Regions from separate parts of the Mus musculus genome. Here region 2 is linked to region 1. The links are chromatin contacts, called in public promoter capture Hi-C maps. All regions are on one chromosome and are shown on one strand. Each heading gives the region's core, a stretch centred on a gene start, on an enhancer-like site or on the middle of the called end of the contact. The rest is flanking DNA. Distances are from core to core; before and after follow the strand shown.

Region 1 (2,700 bases), core at 23-2,522:
CTTGTTCTCCAGAATATGAGGGGAGAAATTGGCTAAGTGTGTTCAATAGACTTGTTTTTCTAAAGTTCCGTCACCAATGCAATGGTGTATATTGGCACTGTTTTTTGGGGAGGAGCACGTGGATCCATTCTGGGAAAGAGTGAAATGTGTGGTACACAAAGAGCTTCTGAAAAGCCACAGAAGTGGGGTTCACCTGCTCTCTGTCCTGTCAGGCTATGTTCAGGTAACCTCTGACAGCCATGGCTACCTGCTCTGTGGTGGGTCTGGAGCTAGATGGGATGAAAAAAGCAGTATAGAGGGAGCCTATCTGTTTTTTCTATTAAATTATTTATTCACTTTACATCCCAATTGCAGCCCCTACCCTTCCAGTCCCCTCCCTCGACATACATACCCTCCCCCACCTGCCCCACCCTTCCTCCTCTGAGAAGGGGAGGTCCCCCTGGGGAGGGAACCTATCTTGCCTGTGAACGTGAGTCCCTTGAGTCATGTTCCATTCATGCCTGGTCTCCATCAGAGCTCTAGAGTGCTGGCTTCTCTCTTCCTCACTGGCCAGTGTATTCAGAAGGTCCCGAGAATGCTCCATTCTGCCTAAATGCTACTTTCAGCGTTTTGGGGGTTAAATTATTCAGAACAAACTAGCCTTGGCTGAAACGTGTCTCCCTCTGCTATCTCTTGCTATTCAGAGAAAAAAAAAATCAGAGAACAGTGGAGGAAAGGTAAGGGAGGACAATGAGCTAAAATATTCTCACCCCATGAAAATGATGGTGCTGACTGCAAACCAACTGTGCAGTGCTAATTTCACAAAATATCGTCCAGATTTTGCCCATTTAAGAAATTCTCACCACTGAGGAGCCCATTTGCCAAGTTGTGTGTGTGTGTGTGGGGGGGGGGGGTTCCTGCTGATCTCATTTCCATGGCCTTTGGTGAAGCTGAGAGAGGAGGAGCAGGGTGTGGTGCATGTGTGTGTGCGTGCGTGCGTGCGTGCGTGTGTGTGCGTGTGTGTGTGTGTGTGTATATATGTGTGTGTGTGTGTGCGCGTGTGTGCGTGCGTGTGTGTGTGCGTGCGTGCGTGCGTGTGTGTGTGTACATGTCTTTATATGTTTAGTAAGTTATCATTTTCACTGGGGCTACTCATTCAGTATAACATGGTCTGAGTTTTTCCCACTCTCCTAATTCCATGGCCTACATTAAGCTGCAGTCCAGATAAAGGCGGGAGATGGAGACTTGTTTATTGTAACTGACAGCATCAGGCTAAATCAACACAGAGAAAGCAAACAGTGCTGAGTGCTTTTCTGACTGCTGAAGCTGATCTCCCAAATGCAGGGAAAGCAGAGCTCAGGCAGGAGAGGTGAGTCTCCAGCTGGAAGCAACAGAAAGCAACCACCTGATCTATAGCATTAGCGCTGAGGATCTCTAGGTAAGACTTTTGTGTGCTTATTCCCTAAGGTTAAAGGAGAAAACTTACTCCCTGTGGCCCTTTCTTTTGGGTGACAAAAAGAAGTACTTAAATCTTCTCTACAGTTCCAAATCTCAGAGACTGATAGTCTTGGAGCCAAATACAGCCTCTTTCAATTTTAAGTAAGTTGGCCTTGAAGCATTTATATGTGATTTTTCTCAAACAAATTTTGGGAACTTTTAAAAATAATGTTAACTTTATTTTTATTATTACTATCATCATCATTATTATTACTTCTATGAGAGTTTTGCCTGTGTGCACTGTGTGTGTGTGTGTGTGTGTGTGTGTGTATGTTGCTTGTGGAGAGCAGAAGAGTCTATCAGATTCCTTGGACCTCTTAGACTCAAAAATTGGATGTAACCATGGATTTAGCTTTTGAATGCTATATATTTCAAAAGTCATTTTTCTGTCCCCAGCTGTAGAATCAAAAACACTTGCACTGTGAATCATGTGATCTACAAGAAGCACAGAGAGCATCCATCACTTTGAAGAGTCATGTTAATTCCTCAAGAAAAGATAAATCCAAGTGTGAGAATTTTCATCCAGGACAACACAACTTTAAAAAATTATTTCTTTCATGTGTATTTATGTCCCCAAGTGTATGAATGTGTGCCATGTGCCTCCAGGAACCCTGGAGGTCAGAACAGGGCATTGGATCCCCTGGAACTGGGGTTACATGTAGTCGTGAGTCATGTGGGTGCTGGGACCTGAACCCAGTTCCTCTGCAGGAACAGTAAATGCTCTTAACTGCTGAGACATCTCTCCATCCCCAGATAACAGTTTTGAAATGACTGACTTTAAAGATGGCTCCTACGTTAGAGGACACAGCCAAGGTGCTGTGTCTCTACCTGCCCCAGGACAGAGTCTACCACTGTTCTGTCACTGTCCTTGGCACCTCTAGTATAAGCGGGGTTAATCTGTGCATGTGGCTGCTCTAATGGTTTCTAGCTAGGAGAGCAAAGGAGAGACCTCTGAATTGAGACTCCTGTATCCCATCTTCATAGCTTACTGCCTGTCCTTCCAGAGGGATCTGCTCACCTCTGCTTCCAGCAGACAGTTTGATTATGTGCCCTTGGATTTTAATGTGAGTAGGTGTGAAACTGTGTACACACCAATAGTGCACACTCCAGCAAAATTTTTTTTTAAAAGATCACAGTCACTGTCTTCAAACACACCAGAAGAGGGCACCAGACCCCATTGCAGATGGTTGTGAGCCACCATGTGGTTGCTGGGAATTGAACTTG
Region 2 (2,700 bases), core at 146-2,645, 110 kb before region 1:
AACCAAGGCACAAAACCCTCCTGTTGTGGACACAGAGATTAAGTTTCCTTTCTCAATGTCTAAACACTGTTCATTATACATTGTAATTTTTAGTATATTTCTGTTACTTTTTAAAATGCAGTGTTTTTATTACATAAGGTCTTACAGAAGTGAATTGGAAAAATAAGGACTAGATAAAATCATATACGATAAAGCTTTCCTTTTTTTTCCCAAAAAAAAAAAAAAGATACATATGTTCAAAACTAACACAAGAAATACTACAGATATAGGTGTGGTCAGGAGGTATATAAGACAATGTACACAGATTTTGTAGTGCCCCTGAACTGTACCTCACACACCATCAATGATATTAAACTTTGAGAGCCAGCTGGTAATACTGACAGTTGTAAGTGATTTTTTAGAAAAGATATGTATGCCCCAGTGCACAGAATAACAATGAGCCTATAAAGCAAAATAAACCTTTTCCTGCGTCAAAGCTGCTTCTGTTGGACATTAGCTGGCTCCCCCAGTGCTCCCTTCTCTGCCCCTCCTATATTAAGAGTAAGGAAATATGCTCCACACAAAAATGATTGCTTTAGAATTCGTAACCAAGCAAAATCTCCACTACCCGCACTTCCCTTTTTCCTTTACCTGAAAGTTTATAGGCAGCTACAGTCAAGTTAAAAATGTATTTAGTACTCAGAACGCTTTAGAGCTTTGCCACTTTAAATGTACAGTTATCAAAGGATTAAAGCCAACCACAGAGTAAGAATTAATAGACTGCAGTAAGCCGAAAGTAAATGCCAAATGTGCTTATACTAGCCTAAGAAATGAGTCCTCTAAGCTGTGAATAATGAACTGTCAGCTGCAGCTTGGAACAAATGACAACGAGAACAAAGCCTTCGGTAACACTGATTTTAAATACGGGTGGAGCTGGCTAATTACAAACTAGCAGAGTATGTCTACAACTTTCCATGGTGGAGCACTGCAGTGTGCGGCCCCCAAGTAATCAGAGTGCAGTTAGTTCTTCATATGAAATAAGGCTGATTAAAGGAGAGATCAAACATCCTGTCCTCGGCTATAAAACCCACAGAATAAACTGAGAGTCTACTTTAAGGCTGTCCCATAAGTACTTTTCATGGCACTTTAATGTTAAAACGTCACTATATTTTTGACTATATATTTGGATTTTTGTGACTGCAAAATCCACAGTCACACAGCTCCAGAACTGAAAGCACATGCCACATCAGTCACTGAGGGTTCAGGTTGTCAGGTCTGTTTTCTCAGAGTTAGAGGAAAGCTACTGAGCGTGGCTGGAATTAACATCTGAATCAACAGACTGTCAGCTCACCAGTCCTGTGTAACCCCTTTCCAGTACATACACACACTAGCACTCACTTCCTACAGAAATGAGTATGTTCTTGTTACAAATGGCACTTAGCTGACTCACTCCTCTCAAGAGTTGCTATGATCCTTTTCTCAGCTACCTACTTTCTCACTTACTGCTAAGCCCCAAAGTCACTCAACAACCCCTCCTGCCCATGTGTACAGACCATCCTCACAACTATACATTTCTTACACTACAGTCATCCAGGGATCACGGAAGGAGGCTAACAAGTCATTCTGGCCACCCCGTACTCCAAGCTGACCACGGTAGGCTCCGACTTAGAAAATTCCTCGGCATAGTCACAGTAGCGATTATCTGCTGGGCTGCTGCCCTCTATAGCTCGGAGTGTGTCCTTCACGGGAAGCAGACTCGGCTCTTTGAGACACAGCGAGGTTTTCAGGGCAGGTGATTCAGGGTGGACAGCATGCAGCAACTCCTTCGTTAGGATGCCATTTTTGCATTGCTTAATTTTCTAAAGCAAAACAAAACGTTGAAAAAACATTAGTAACTACAGCTAACAGGTGATCGATCTACATGGAGTGAAGAAAATATGCTTTTACAAGTGTTCCCCTTGTGTATGATACACAATTATGAACTCAATAACTAAAAATCCCAAGAGCAAGCCGGGCAGCGGTGGTACACGCCTTTAATCCCAGCACTTGGGAGACAGAGGCAGGCGGATTTCTGAGTTCAAGGTCAGCCTGAGTGAGTTCCAGGACAGCCAGGGCTACACAGAGAAACACTGTCTCGAACCCCAGCCCCTCAAAAAAAGGAAATCTCAAGAGCTTGAAATTTATCAAAGAAAATGCTTCATTAAGTGTTTACGTTTGTCAATTGTTTCAACCAGATTTGACTGTATAGGCCACTAGGTCTGCACATGCCAGAAACACACATATTCCTTAGAAACTTTAACAAGTAATCATTTCATCAGGACAAGGACACAGAGGATATGCTCAACCTGACTGAATTCACTGTAACACAGCAATCACACCTAACTCAGCTAAAGGTCCCACCGACCCTGACGAGCTTCTCACAGGCATCCCTCACGACGGGTTGCCAAGGGAACAGATCAGCCTTTGGAAGGTAGCACATTTTTTTAACGTAATATTTAAAGTGTCCCATAGCAGAGCATCAAGCTCTCCAAATCAACTCCAGACAACTGTCCCTTGCTGCCTATCTTGCCCTCCCTTTCTTGAACACTAATATGTGCCCTCTAGTTTTCCCCAGCAGTCACCACTCTCTTACCTAAGAGACAATGAAAAACATCCATCTCTGAGGCAGACAGGACTGTTCTCTGAACAAAAAAGAACTGTCTAGCATTTTTAAAAAAGTGT

The links. Capture Hi-C pulls out chosen DNA fragments and counts their contacts.
Region 2: a promoter capture Hi-C map of pancreatic islet shows a contact between it and region 1. The contact joins two enhancer-like sites. A contact is called at or near these places in 2 of 39 promoter capture datasets (embryonic stem cells and trophoblast stem cells), 1 of 484 Hi-C or Micro-C datasets (brain) and 3 of 9 other capture datasets (adipose tissue, liver and pancreatic islet).

Annotation. Positions count from the first base shown.
Region 1 is chr14:60,185,498-60,188,197 of GRCm38.p6, reverse strand. It overlaps LOC108168164 (a long non-coding RNA gene), which reads left to right. Exons shown (of 3, transcript XR_001781273.2): 2 at 1,324-1,417; 3 at 1,873-2,040. Among named protein-coding and RNA genes, the nearest start is that of Gm33582, 15 kb to the right of the region's middle. Within about 2 kb of position 1,272, at least 4 of the 459 cell types and tissues checked have an H3K27ac peak or open chromatin away from gene starts, as enhancers often do. A contact at or near this core is called in pancreatic islet, where this site is marked.
Region 2 is chr14:60,299,411-60,302,110 of GRCm38.p6, reverse strand. It overlaps Mtmr6 (myotubularin related protein 6), which reads right to left. Exons shown (of 14, transcript NM_144843.4): 14 at 1-1,838. The coding sequence ends at 1,590. Among named protein-coding and RNA genes, the nearest start is that of Mtmr6, 36 kb to the right of the region's middle. Within about 2 kb of position 1,395, at least 22 of the 459 cell types and tissues checked have an H3K27ac peak or open chromatin away from gene starts, as enhancers often do. A contact at or near this core is called in pancreatic islet, where this site is marked.